Linked DNA regions of Sus scrofa: region 1 is linked to region 2. The links are chromatin contacts, called in public HiChIP or PLAC-seq maps. All regions are on one chromosome and are shown on one strand. Each heading gives the region's core, a stretch centred on a gene start, on an enhancer-like site or on the middle of the called end of the contact. The rest is flanking DNA. Distances are from core to core; before and after follow the strand shown.

The links. HiChIP or PLAC-seq counts read pairs in DNA pulled down with a chosen protein or histone mark.
Region 1: an H3K27ac HiChIP or PLAC-seq map of alveolar macrophages shows a contact between it and region 2. The contact joins the promoter of INTS14 here to the promoter of CLPX in region 2. A contact is called at or near these places in 1 of 5 promoter capture datasets (liver) and 1 of 2 datasets of contacts at active chromatin or transcription factors (alveolar macrophages).

Annotation. Positions count from the first base shown.
Region 1 is chr1:163,600,912-163,607,801 of Sscrofa11.1, reverse strand. It overlaps INTS14 (von Willebrand factor A domain-containing protein 9), which reads left to right and starts at 4,617. Exons shown (of 12, transcript XM_005659853.3): 1 at 4,617-5,007. It overlaps SLC24A1 (sodium/potassium/calcium exchanger 1), which reads right to left and starts at 4,579. Exons shown (of 9, transcript XM_021100202.1): 1 at 3,136-4,579.
Region 2 is chr1:163,220,362-163,228,092 of Sscrofa11.1, reverse strand. It overlaps CLPX (ATP-dependent Clp protease ATP-binding subunit clpX-like, mitochondrial), which reads left to right and starts at 6,026. Exons shown (of 14, transcript XM_021100084.1): 1 at 6,026-6,352. The coding sequence starts at 6,274. LOC106506879 (a long non-coding RNA gene) reads left to right here. Exons shown (of 2, transcript XR_001302504.2): 2 at 1,441-1,791.

The DNA of each region.
Region 1 (6,890 bases), core at 3,368-5,867, 380 kb before region 2:
CACAGCAACGTGGGATCCAAGCCGTGTCTGCGACCCACACCACAGCTCACGGCAACACTGGATCGTCAACCCACTGAGCAAGGGCAGGGATCGAACCCGCAACCTCATGGTTCCCAGTCGGATTCGTTAACCACTGAACCATGATGGGAACTCCTCTTCCATTATTTTAGAATGGAGAAGCTTTGCAGTTTTCTCAAATGCTGTGGAAAAGACTAAAGGAGGATTGAGAGCAAAGAAGGAGGTCAAAAGATGTGAGGAAGAAACCTATAGATTAAAAGAGAATTTAGAGATATACCAAGAGACTGATGTTGGATCTTACACAACCAAAGTGTAAAAAAAAATAAAATCTGGAGTTCCCGTCATGGCTCAGCTCTCAGCACCACTGGATCCTTAACCCACTGACCAAGGCCAGGGATGAAATCCACAACTGCATGATCACTCTCATTCATTGCTGATGGGAATACGTAATGGTACAGCCACTTTAAAAGACAGTTTGACAGTTTTTTACAAAACTAAACATACTCTAACCATATGAGCCATTAATCTCTCTCCAAGGTATTTATTAAACTGAACCGAAAACCTATACCCACAGAAAACTTGCACAAGGATGTTTACAGCAGCCTTTTGGATAACTGCCAAAATTTGGAAGCAACCAAGATATTCTTCAGTAAACTATGTTGCATCCAGGCATTGGACTATTACATAGTATTAAAAAGAAATGAGGAGTTCCCGTCGTGGCGCAGTGGTTAACGAATCCGACTAGGAACCATGAGGTTGCGGGTTCGGTCCCTGCCCTTGCTCAGTGGGTTAAACGATCCGGCATTGCAGTGAGCTGTGGTGTAGGTTGCAGACACGGCTCGGATCCCGCGTTGCTGTGGCTCTGGCATAGGCCAGCGGCTACAGCTCTGATTAGACCCCTAGCCTGGGAACCTCCATATGCCGTGGGAGCGGCCCAAGAAATGGCAAAAAGACAAAAAATAAAATAATAAAATAAAGCAAAAAAAATGTATAAAAAGAAATGAGCTACCAAGCCATAAACAGACAAGAAGGAAGCTTAAATGCAAAAGAAGCCAATCTGAAAAGACTACTTACTATATATGATTCTAACTTATTGATATTCTGAGAAAGGCGAAACCATGGATACAGTAAGAGCATCAGTGTTTCCAGGGAGTCATGTGAGAGTGAGAGATAAAAAGGCAGAGCACAAAGTCATTTTAGGGTAGCGAAACTATTCAGTACGATTCTACAAGGGTATACGCATGTTATTATACATCCATCAAACCCACAGAATGTACAACACCTAGAGTGAACCTTAAATAAACTATGGACTTTAGGTGATGATGGTATGTCAATGGAGGTACACAGATTATAGCAAATGTATCATTCTGGTGCTACGATGTTGATAGTGAGGGAGGCTGTGTGTCTGTGGACAGAATATATTGGAACTCTGTACTTTATACTCCGTTTTGCTCTGAACCTAAAAGTGCTCTGAAACAAAATTTATTAATTAAAAAAAGTCCTTCTCTTTTAGAGATAACATACTGAAATATTTATGGACAGATGTTATGCTATCTGTGATCTGCATCAAAATAATATGTTGGAGAAAAAAGAAAATTAATAATAATAATAATAATAGTACATTGGAGAGAAGTGGGAAAGGGTGTAAATGCAACAAGATTAAGAATTGAGTTGAGGAGTTCCCGTTGTGACTTAGAGGTAAGGAGCATGACTAGAATCCATGAGGATGCATATGTGATCGCTGGCTTCAGTCAGTGGGTTAAGGATCGATGTTGCTGTGAGCTGTGGTGTAGGTCGCAGACAAGGCTCGGATCCTGCTTTGCTGTGGCTGTGGTGTAGATGGGCAGCTGCAGCTCCAATTCAACCCCTAGCCTGGGAATCTCCATATGCCACAGGAGCAGCCCTAAAAAGGCAAAAAAAAAAAAAAAAAAAAAAAAAAAAAGGATAGCAGAAATAGTGTGAAAGATACATGGGGATTTATTATGCCATTTCCCCTTTCTTTGAAATAGGGGAAATATGTTTGAAATTTTTCAAAAGGGTCATGTCTACAATTTCTTTGGACTTTCACTTTGGTGAAAATAGCAGTATGGAGTTGGGTGATGAAGGAAAGCAGATAGCCTGGAGCTTGGAAGTATGATTTGCAAGTGCACAAGGTCCATACAGGAGAAGGTAAGGACAGCAGCAAAGGACAGCAGCAGAGAGAAAGAGAGGAAAGAATTCACTGCTTTACCCCTGCTCTCTCCCTTCCCCATTTCCTCACTCACTCACTCCTTGCCCTTTGTCTCTATAAAAGATTCCAGGCACCAACCCATGAATCTCTACTTGAGTTGGCATGGCCTTGTAATCTATATTTTCAACACGTTCTATAGGAGAATTAGATGGGCAGATGAATCTCCCTTGAACCCCAGTACCTGGCTTCTGTGAGAGGCTTGCTATTTCCGTCATTAACCTTTACTCTGTCAGTCTGGAGACCAAATCACCCTGCCTTTCAAAGCCTCTCTGACAGCAGTTCACTGCTTCAAAGCAGGACAAAATAAAGAGGATGATAGATGATGCAAAGAAATCTGTTTATTGATTTCCTTTAATGTATGTATAGAAACACAAAAATCCTAGGTCTCCCAAGTGGGAAAAAGAAACTCGTTCATCAGCTATGGCTTGAGACATCTCCTTTAAGATATTCTCTTTGTGCTAATATTCACTGATTTTGTATTCACTTAACAAACTTTGATTTTTAATGGGATCCTACTATGAATTAAAAAACAAAAACGAAAGGACTTACCAGCTGCCCTAAGTGTTATGGTCCTCTTGGTATTTACACATTTTATGGTCAATCTGCACAAATTCCCTTCACTTTCCTGGTCTGTAATCAGAAGAACTAGGTAACCAAGACCTAATCACCCATCAGCAAACTAATAAACTTAATCTGTAGAACTGGGTAAGGTAATGAATCTTAATGGAACTAAGCTGGAACTACCAGGAGAACCGTGACCACAGGGCTGAGTCATCACATTAGGGATAGCTCAACAACTCCTTTCCCCACATATTCTTGGCCGCATCCCTCCATGAGGGAAAGACTTAAAAATGAGAACTAAGTAATTAGGTTGCAGCTTTACCTACCTAGATCCCTTTGCCTGCTCATGCATAACAAGGTCTTGAGATGGTGAGACCAGCCAAGTTGAGAAGTTGGTTTTTTTTTCTTGTATCTTCTGTCTTTCTAGGGTCACACCCATGGCATATAGAGGTTCCCAAGCTAGGGGTCCTCAGAGCTGTAGCCACCAGCCTACACCACAGCCACCCACAGCAGCAATGTGGGATCCGAGCCGGGACTGCCACCTACACCACAGCTCATGGCAGCCCAGATCCTTAACCCACTGAGCAAGGCCAGGGATCGAACCCACAACCTCAAGGTTCCTAGTCGGATTTGTTTCCGCTGCACCATGACGAGAATTCCAAGTTGAGAAGTTCTGAAGCAAACAGGGCAGTCTGCCAGGCCCTGGGCTCTGATGCTTGCAGGGACATTCCCAGGGACTGATGTGCCTTCCTCTGCCACCTGATACAAGGATGTGACAGGAAAGAACTACAAGGAACTGGAGCCCACGCTCTTCCACAGAACAAGCTGTGAAAAGTCAGACAGCCTCAGTTTCATGATTCAAAGCATCCTCCCTGCTTAACTGGCCCCCTACCTCACCTCAACCCACTAACCAAAAGAAATTGTCAAAGGCATAAGGCTTCTAGAGGCCTGTTTCCACTAGTAATCTAGGTGGTACAACATTGTTCTCTGAACCACAACCACCCAGGGGGCCTGCTGGCATCCATTTAGGCCTACCTCTAGCTGGCATTTCCTGGCTCCCTATGAGGATATAAAGAAAGGTATAAAGAAAGTCACCGCCTGTGCCCGCAAAGCCCTCGATGAGGCACAGGCTGCTATGGGGACACCAGGTGGCCAAAGGAGGGGTAGGCAAGGGCCGAAGATGCCCTTGGAAAGCCTGAGTGCAAATCTCTTAGCAGGGCCAGGGCAGGGGAATGGACTCAACCCTCTCTCTGCTCCCCTCAAGCATGGGGGATAAAGTGAGCATCTGGACTGAGGAGATCAAGAGTTAAAAGTTTTAACGCGGAAACTGGCTCAGGTCAGCTATGAGAGATACACAGTATGCTTAATATGAGCCCTCCTCAGGCACGAATTCATTTAAAAAGCGCAGGAAGAGGATTCTGTCAACTGTTTCGGAGGTGATACGAGTGTGGGGTTTGAAGAGGGACGGGGAAGAGGGGCAAATATCAGTGAGGGTTAGGCTGGTGCACCAAGGGGCCCAGGTGAGTGAGGAGAGAGTAGGAAGGGTTCCCAGGACAGGTGAAGCCCAAGGGTCAACGGGTGGGAAGGAGGCCAGGTAAATGGGGAAAAGCCGGAGAGGGGGGAGGGAGGGAAGAGGCAGAGACAGAGGTGGAGTTGGAGACTTGCGGGGAGCGAGTTCGTCACTGTCGTCACGGATAAAATGTTAGGAAGAAAGGCGTTGAGCAAGACGGGCCCGGAAGCTTCGCCGCGGAGTCAGTGCCCGCCCACGAAATTCTTAAAGCCCCGCCCCTAGCGCCTTGCGCATCCCGGGCGCAGAGTTCCTTTTGTCCGGCGGACCTATAGTTCCGGCCTCGGCGCTCCGGCGGAAAGTTTTGAGGACGGACTGTGCGGTTGATGGGGCACGGGGTGAGGGAGGGAGGCCGGAGTCTCTAGCTTGTCTTTGATTGCTTGTTGGGGTTGCAGGAGAAGGGGTCGGCGGCGGAGGATTACTCGGGGTCAAAGCCCGGCCTTCCCGCCGCCACGGCGGCCTCGGGCAGTCTCTGCGGCGCCAGTTCCGGGGTGCTGGCCTCCCCTCGCTTTGCCTCGCGGGATCATCGCTCCTCATTAGCATCACGATTTCGGCCCCCTGCCCAGGCCCCCTTCGCCACCTCTTCCCATTAGAGACTTCCAGATCTCAAAATTTTGGGGCTCACTTTAAGGTAAAACTAAATCCCCAGGCAGATGAGATCCAAATGCAGAAGTTCTGTATTTCCAGGTTAGCAGATAAAGTTGTAATTGAGAACGCGGGAGGGATTCCTCTGGGCGAGGGATGTCAGGTCAACAAGGCAACTTAAGAGTTGGTGAGCAGTTCTCGAGAAATTCGAGTAGAATCACGCTTTGTGAGGAAAACTGCTCAGAATCAGTTCTTTATGAATGAGCTAATTGGCTTCTTCCGGGAAGAATTATAAATGTGTAGGTGATGGAGATGGCCAAGTCAAGGGGCTGAGATATATTCTCAGGAGTACACTGTTCTTGAGGGGAAAAAAAACCGCACTGGTTGTCTTAAGCATTGTATGTAAACAGTACTTATGGAAAAGGGGTGGGGGTGGGGTGGAGGATTTAAGGAAAAAAGAAATTACATGGTGTTTTCACAAAATTGCTGGACTGTGTGGGCAAGGTTTTTGTTTGTTTTTAAATCAGGCCTAGGCTGCTTAAGTGAACTATCCTTCTAGAACATTCACTTCCATCTTTTACTTCTGCTTACAACCTAAGTTCTAAATTGGTTTCCTATGACTTTCCCATTGTTAAGGAGGTGTTTTTGCTGGCAGACACAAATACATCAGTCAGAAGAAGGAGCCAGATCCCAGAAGGGAAGTCTGCCAGTTAGAGTCTCCCATTCCAGTGTTACAGCAGATTGCATGAACTGGAAATGCTCTCTTGTATATGATCTAAATCTGTGTATCCTGTATCCCTTTCTCCTAAGAGGAGAGGCCAGTACTTCCTATCCCCCACTTTCAGTAACATAAAGGCCTCAGTGCATGAATGGGAATACTGTAGGAGCTGGATACACTGTACCTGAGCAGAATGCATAGGAGTCCCTGATATCTCTGCCTGAATGAGGAGAGGAGGAAGTATGTTTCTGGTGTCCTGAGTTAAAATTTATCATGTGTTTTGCTAAAGACTTAATGTTATATCGGTGCTTGGGGTAGTTCACTAGTCATTGTCAAGTATTTGTCAAGAGTGTGCTATGCACCAATTGCTGCGATAGGTTCTGAGGAGACCTTTGTGGGCAAAATTCCACACTGTCCCCGGGCTTCACGAGCTCATGGTCTAATGTAATGTAGCTTGAACCAGTATTGCACAAGACCTCATTTCTTGAACAACGCAGCTGAGACCCAGAAAGGACCTGGAAAGACTGAGTAGGTGAAATTGTATCAAGTTGATATGCCTAAACTCATGCTTTTGGTACCACAAGAAACCCACAGGCTCTCAGAGGCTGTTAACTTTGACTTTGGACACAGTTTTTATCAATTTTTATCAAGCTGGATTACTTGGCTCTCCAGCTCACAGTAGCCAAGAATCAGCAAATTGGAAAGAGGATGATTACAAAGAATTACTGTGGAATATAAGAATTACTGTGGAATACAAACTGATGGTCCAAAAATTAGTTATAAAGAGGCACCAAAACAGAGTACAACAACCTGGATCCCTTGAGTACAAAGCACTGTTTCCATGTAGTTTTTTGTTTGTTTGTTTGTTGGGGTTTTTTTGTCTTTTGTCTTTTTTTTTTTAGGGCCACATCCAAGGCATATAGAGGTTCCCAGCCAAGGGGTCGAATTGAAGCTGTAGCTGCCGGCCTACACCACAGCCACAGCAACTCGGGATCCAAGCTGCATCTGGGACCTACACCACAGCTCACGGCAATGTCAGATCCTTAACCCACTGAGCAAAGCCAGAGATCGAACCCACGTCCTCATAGATACTAGTGGGGTTCGTTAACCACTGATCCGTGATGGGAACTCCCAGGTGTGTTCTATATAGTACTTGTTCCATGGACCTTAACCAGTAATGTAGAGAAGAGTTAAATGTGAAACACAGAGTG
Region 2 (7,731 bases), core at 4,777-7,276:
ATACACAGTCCTTCTACCCCTGACATCTGTGCCCTTTAGAATATACTAAACAAGCATTTCCTAGCACTGTCTTCAAGATTTGGTACACCAGAAGTTCCAATGGATTAGTTTTAAGAAATCTTCCCCCCAGGAGTTCCCACTGTGGCTCAGTGGAGGCAAACTTGGCTAGTGTCCATGAGGTTACAGGTTCAATCCTTCACCTCACTCAGTGGGTTAATGATCTGGCATTGCTGTGAGCTGTGGTGTAGGTTGCAGAAGAGGCTCAGATCCTAAGTCGCTGTGGTGTAGCCTGGCACTGTAGATTCGACCCTGCCCTGGGTACTTTCTATATGCAGCAGGTTCATGAAGGGAAGCCATGGTGAATTAGTGCCATCTGCTGACCATCTCCCTGAACATCAGGATGAGGGACTGTCCTTTAATTGAGGAGGTTGGGGATGGGGGACAACCTCGTACTATCTTAGGTCATCACCAGCTCCCGAGGACAGGCCCAGGAGATGGTGAGCCTCTTCCTGTAGAATCCTTGGTCTCCCTACAATAGCAAGGCTGGGCAGTGACTCACTGATGAGAAAGTGGTGGTAATTAGAGGGAGCCTAAAAGAGAGTCCTTGAGAAAGAAAGGCGCAGGCTTCTACCATCACAATGAAAACATACCTTATTCTTTTTTTTTTTTTTTTTGTCTTTTTAGGGCTGCACCCATGGCATATGGAGGTTCTCAGGCTAGGGGTCAAATCAGTGCTGTAGTCCCCATTGTGTCCTCATGAATGCTAGTTGGGTTTGTCAACTGCTGAGCCATGGCAGGAACTCCACCTTATTCATTTTTGCAAATAAACCTTAGCATCTCCTGATTCTAATATTCTAGCAATAAAAAACAGATTCCTGAGCTCCACTCCAGACTATTTTAGCAAAACCTTTAGGGAGTTCCTGTTATGGCTCAGCGGTAACAAAGCTGATTAGCATCCAAGAGGACATGGGTTTGATCCCTGGCCCTGCTCAGGCGTTGTGGTAAGCTGCTATGTAGGTCGAAGATGAGGCTCAGATCCCGAGTTGCTGTGGCTGTGGTGTAGGTGGGTGCTCTGATTCGACCCCTAGCCTGGGAATTTCTATATGCTGCAGATGTGGCCCTAAAAAGGAAAACAAAGCAAAACAAAAACAAACGAAAACTTTAGGTAAAGCACTTAGGTATTTTAACAACTATCCCAGGTCATTGTTGGCAGAAGAAAGGGTGGTGGTAGAGGCACTGCCTTAATGAAATGGCAGTTTTTAGTCCCTGATGCAAGGTATTTCTGGGTAAGAAGAGAATCTACATACTTCTAAAATCTCATCAGCTTTTGGAGGAAGATATAGGGTTGTAATGGAAACAGCAGTGGAGGTTAGAGTGTGAATCCTGGTTCTGCTGTGACCTTTGCCCCATCGCTTAAACTCTGTGTCTTACTTTTCTCAGCTGCAAAACTGGAATGCAGATAACAGCAATACTTCCCTGGGTTGCTGTGAGAATCACATAAGGAGGAAGATGTGAAAGCACTTTGTAAAGTTCTAACCTATGTTATTAGTATTACTCTGAGTCTCCGACTACCTACAGACATGAGACTTTTTCTTTTGTCCTTATCTTTTAGAATATAAATGTTGAGTTCCTGTTATGTACCAGGTGAGATTAATGTCTGCTGATCTGAAGGACCACTGTTCAGCTATGAAAAAGAAATGTCTTTATTCAGAAGCTACAGTGATTCCCATCAGAATGATGACTCTCTGAGAGGCTGTATCAGAATCTCTGGTAAAGGAGAAGCTAAGTTTTTTTCTGTTTTTGTTTGTTTTCAAATGGAGTCTTGGGTTAAAAAAGACAAGACTGAAAAATACAGTTTTAAAATCTGGAGGCTTGAACCCTATTTTTCTCTTTGTTTCTGACTCATTGCATGACCTTTGTCAAATTCCAGACTTTTCATAGGCCTGCTTCCTCGTCTGAAAAAATCAAGTGCAAAATTGGACGATTCACTGACTCTAACCTATAAAAATATTCTTCACTTAGCAAATCACTTGATTCTGAAAGGTAGAAGCAAGTATAAAAGGAAAAAGTTTTATATAAAGTGAAGACATATGTGCCTTTAGCTATGCAGTTCACAAAAGGTAAATAACTCAAGGGAAACTATTGGAGCTGGAAAATTGCATCTCACTTTTGTTTTTTAAGCACCAGTAACCCCTCAGAAAAGAGCTGAAAGTAGGTGTGATATTGAAGTATTTTGTTCCAAAGAGCTGCTAAGACCACAAGTGTTAACCATCACTCCCCTGGTAGAGAATCCATGTTATCACAGGGAACAATCTCAAATGACTCTGTGCTTCTGATAGGAACTTGACTAGAGGTTATACATGAAGTGCCAAGTGAGAGAGAAGGGTCCTAGTGTGCAGCTAGAGCCCCACTGCTCTTTGCCCAGACATCAAGCTCTGCTCCATCTCATGGCCACCTGGCTACACTCTGCAGCAAGAACACTGTCCCAGCCTGTGAGTTTCAGGTCAGGGCATGTACACTTATAAATGGAACATGCTCCTTTGTCAAACAGTCAAGTGGTTCCTAAAGAATGACCTTTTATATTTGAACCCTTTCTAACACAGATGGTATTTTATTTAAATGTGATACTCCTCTGTGCTCAAATACCAAATGGAAGTCTTGATATTTCTCCATGGTACAAGTCCCCCAATTTGAATACTAATTTGTAAATCTTATAAAATTTACATCATCAAAGAGCCTAGCTGTCTCAATCCAGGCTCATTGGGTGCCGATCCTAATAATCCAGGTATGTGCTTTGGGGTGATGCCCTGAAACTACCAAATTTATGTTGCCTGTGTGATGACACCATTACCAGTCTGATGCCAAAGCTACATGACCTTTGTTCATATTTGAGAAAAAGTTAAACTGAGTTGTGTACAGCTCCCTTTGTTTTATATTTTCTAGGACAAAGTCTACACTCTGTTCATCAGGCTCCTGAGAATTCCTTCTGGGACACTCGATCAGTTGGAGCAACCATTGCATAAATTTGTAGAACTTGTGTCCATTAACACCTCTTTGTCAATTATAATTTGCTCTAATTTTATGTCAGATTTTCTGAAGATACCATCCTAGCTTTCTGCCACGCAGAAGTAGTTGGAAGATAAGTATTTAATTAAGTATTTACAGAATTTCTGCTATGTATTCATCCCGCATATAACGAAATACCTACCTTAAGAGAGCTCAAAGTTCAGTTGGGAATACAGGCTAAATACATAAAACATCAGCCCATAAATAAAATTACATGCTCAGTCATCCTGGGAATGATATAAGGATATATTACAGAACAGTATAATGTATTCCTATGTCATCACACCAGTGGCACATATATTTGTTTTTCTTACCTACTGCCTTATCTTCCCCACTAAAATGGAAGCTCCATGAGAGAAACTTCTTTTTAACATTTTTGGCTCATGTGGTTTCCTCAGTGCCTGGCATGTAATTGGTGCTTACTAAATTTTGTTGACTGAATGAATAAGTCAAGTTCTTAGGATATTCAGAGAAACAAAGGATTCATGGAGTGCCCCCAGAGGAGCCTTAACTATGCTTTTATTTAGCTTGCTTTATAGCAATCGGTAGATTTTAGCAAACAGTTTATTTCTACAATAAATAAGAAAATGTGTATATAACTGAAATAGAAAATGTGTATATAATTGGAATGAAAGGAATTTAAATTGGGTGTTAAGAGTCGATGAGACCCTCTAAGCTTATTGCTAGGTTTTCCTAGAATCAGTTCTTTTCAAACATTATTTTAAAACAGAACAACTATATTTTCAAACAAAATATGATAAATGAAACAGATAAAAGTAAAGCTGCTCTGGAGTTCCCACTATGGCTCAGCGGCAATGAATGTGACTATAATCTGTGAGGATGCAGGTTCGATCCCTGGCCCTGCTCCAGTGGGTTAAGGATCTGGCATTGCTCTGGCTCTGGTGTAGGCTGGCAGCTGCAGCTCAGATTCGACCCCCATCCTGGGAACTTCCATATGCCACAGGTGTGGCCCTAAAAGTTCAGAAAAAAAAAAAAAAGCAGAGCTGTTCTGAGCTCTGATTGACGTTGGGGTGGCATGGAGAAGGAGGCAGGGGAGGTCCACCCTCTTAGTTACCTCATCCCACCAAAGAGCTATCTATGGCTTCTGAGGGATTCTAAGAATACAGTTTGAAAACTGAATTGGAGGAACTTTTTTTTTCTTTTTGGCCGTCCCTTTGATGTCAAAAAGATGTTACCGGAATCGGGGTTCTTGTTCACGCAGCTGATGAGTGAACTCTGCAAACACACAGGCAGCAAGCAAGCAAAGTCTTTATTACAGGAAAGCAAATAGTTCCCAGTGCTGCCGGGAGGGGGGAGAAGAGCCCCTGTTCTCTATTGTCTTATAGGGGTTTTTAATCCCTTAAAGATGGGGGGATACCAACACGGGGTCCAGAAAGATGTTTTTTTTTTCCCATTGGCCTTGCCCAGTTACCTATATCAGTCCTTGTCCAGTAGAGGTTGTAGGGGTGTAAATTTCCTGTAAGTCTCATTGTTTCTTTGCCCTTTTTGTCCCGTAAACTGAGTCACAGTTTACCTGGGTGTGTAGGTACATTCCCTATAGTAAACAAGGCGTGTGGGGAGGTTACTCCCTGGACCTCTTAAGCCACAATGTTAATCAACAGCCATATCAAAGAAGGCATTGAGGCCCATGCTCCTACACTGACTACCTGAGTTATTATTCTGCCTTAATCTGGCCAGGGATCAGAACCATGCTGCCACCTACACCGCAGCTGAGCCAACACCAGATCCTTAACCCACTGTCTGTGCCTGGCGGGGGATTGAACCTGTGTCCCAGCGCTCTGGAGACGCTGCCGATCCCCTTGTGCCATAGCGGTAACTCCCGGAGGAACTTCAGAGTCTCTCTTCTTCAAAATTCTATTAATGATGGCAGGTAAGACCTGGGCTCTCTTTTGGTCCCTGCCCCTTTAAGGTGAGGAAGTTACCAGGAATCAGCTCCAGGAGAGACAAAAACACACATGTGTGGCCTGGAGCCAAGGCCAGTACCCCTTTTCATGGCCAGACCCAGGGAACTAGAAGCCACATTTCTCTGATCCAAGATTGATAAAGGCTAAATAACTTGACGTTGGCTTGCGTTCTCCCGGGCCCCTCCTTCCCTGCCCGCCTTGTACCCGCTCAGAACTAAAAGTCTCCAAGCTCATTCAGCAATTTCTCTGGGCTTCCGAGTTGATCAGAATTTTATATACAGAGTAAATAGTCTGTTGCCAACCGAGATGAGAAGAGAGTTTGATTCATTTGTCACCATCCTGCACCTTGTCAGCTAGCTGGTTGATCTCCTTTACAGATCCAGCGAGGAACCAGGCATGCAAACAAGGGTAACAGAAGAGAGATTAAAGAACAGTTTTTACCAGGGTGTGGTCAGGTTTAAGTGAACTGACAAAGGCGTGTAAAGCACCCAGGGACTAGAACAGCTGGAAGAGTTATCACCACTAGGCCTGAAAAAAACAAGGGAAGAGAATGGTCTTCCAACAGTTGGGAACTTGGTAAAAAACACCTCCACTTCCATGTTACAAATGAGTAATCTAAAGATAAGGAAAAGATAAGGAACATAGGATGTGGATGGGTAAGGAACTTATTGACTCTTACTGAAATGGCGGCTTTCAAAACTCCTCCTGGGGCTGGCTAAGCCACGGGTCTCACTTGGACGTACCCAGCCACCAGTCGAAAATGACCAGTTTATTGCTAGGAGTTGGGACTACTACTCCCGGCATGCATTTCTCTGCTTCTAGCGCAAACTTTTCAACGCTAGGATAAAGAGAATTGTGTGCCGGGACTTGTAGTTCCCTGCTTGGGGTGGGACGTCTCCTGGAGCGCGCTCATTGGCGCTGAGGTCACCGCCCCCTTCCCCTCGCCCTACCTCAGCGTCTCACGCACGCACACGCGTGCCCACGCCCCCTCCCTAGGCCCAGGGCGCAGGCGCGCGCACGCTCCTCGGACCCCGTAGGCGGGGCGGGGAGGGGGGCCGGGGGAGGAGGAGGGGGAAGTTGTGGGGGGGGCGAGGTGTCTATTGAGTAGAAGGCAGTGGGTTATGAAGAGCGCGAAGGCCCTGTTTTCAGGCGGGTGGACTCTGCACTGGGCCTAGAGCCGGCAGGAGGTTCCGGAGCCAAGCCAGCGAACCTTGAGAGTAGCCATCGACCGCTGAGAGCCGGAGGGCAGTAGGGGCGAAGCCCCGGCCTAAGCCGCGCGGAGATGTCGGGCTGTGGCGCTTGTACTTGCGGCGCCTCCGCCGCGCGGCTCATCACCTCGTCGCTCGCCTCCGCGCAAAGAGGTAACGAAGTAGTCCTGACCCGAGCCCTTTGCCTAGTCGCCGGCGGTGAGGATCCGGTGGAGGGCAGGAGGCTTGCCTATCCCATCCCGAGGGTGTGAGGGGGTGCGCGGCCCTTCTCCTGGCACCCCTCACTTTCCGTGTGATGGGGCTCTGCCAACCTCTGAAGCAGCTGTTTCTTACTTTTGAAGCGAGCCCCTTGTGCTCCCCCTCACGGCCGCTTTCAGGCCTTCTGACACTGGGGCCAGAATGTGCCTACTTCGCAGAAACTCTGAGCTACAGGCACAAAATACTCGGTTCGTTGAAGTGTCCCAGACCCCACTTAAAGCTCCGCCAGGTACTGCCGCTTGCCCTGGCTGCGGCTCCCCTTCCGGAGCCCGGCCGGGTGCCCCTTGGGCCTGTTGGGGACTGCGGGAAGGGCTCAGGTGAGGGGCTGCCGCGGGGGGCCGAGCCGGCGGTCTGGGACGCAGGCAGCGCGAGGCTGGCAGTGTCACAGTTGCTGTGTGGCCCCGCACACCGGGACGTAAACGGGACTCGCCGTACTTTTCAAGGCCCACAGGAAAGAGCCCGAGGAGATGGAAATTCCGCAGAAATTGTTTTTGAACTACTTAGGTGTCTCAGCAGTTGTTTGCGGATTTTCTGAACTTGACGGTGCCAAGTAGTTTTTAAGGGTGATTCTTGTTTACCTTTCTTTTCTCTTTATCGGGAGATGTGAAAGAGTGGCACTCCGGCCAAGAGATTTCCGGAAAAGAAACCATTTTTTCTCTTCCCCAAGTCTATAAATATCAGACGAGGCTAGGTCCTGCTGGGTCTTGTAACCACTAACTTGTAGACAAATTCATTTTGTTCTGGATTATCAGCTTATGATCTCTGGATTTTCAAAATGCTCCCTTTTCCTATTTTTAGCTGAATTGCGAAGTCCTTATCATTTACTAAATGTTTGTTTTTTGACCGTTTATTTCACAAAGAGGGATTAAATGATGTGTGGGCAGGAGCATTTTGTAAAATGGTACATAAATCCAAAGGAGGGAATTTAGTTCCAAGAGACTGTTAAACCTGAACAAGTGGATGCCGCTATTCTAGGAATTTGAGTTTAGTGGAAGTGACATATATTTAAATTCATTTGTTTGACAAATCTGAAGAGGGCCTACTATGGGCCAAGGCCCTCTTTTGTTGATGGATATGGAACAGTGAACAAGTCCTCACCTTCAAGTTTAAATCCAGTGAAGTAGGCAATGATATTGTTTCTGGGCCTGTATAAGGTATGTGTATGTTCTCTATGGATAGGGATGGCTTCTTTGACAAAGTCCTTTATCTCTTTCCATCACTTGTCCCAGAACACTATAAATTATAGGAAGTGTGCAGTTATATCTTTCTTTTTC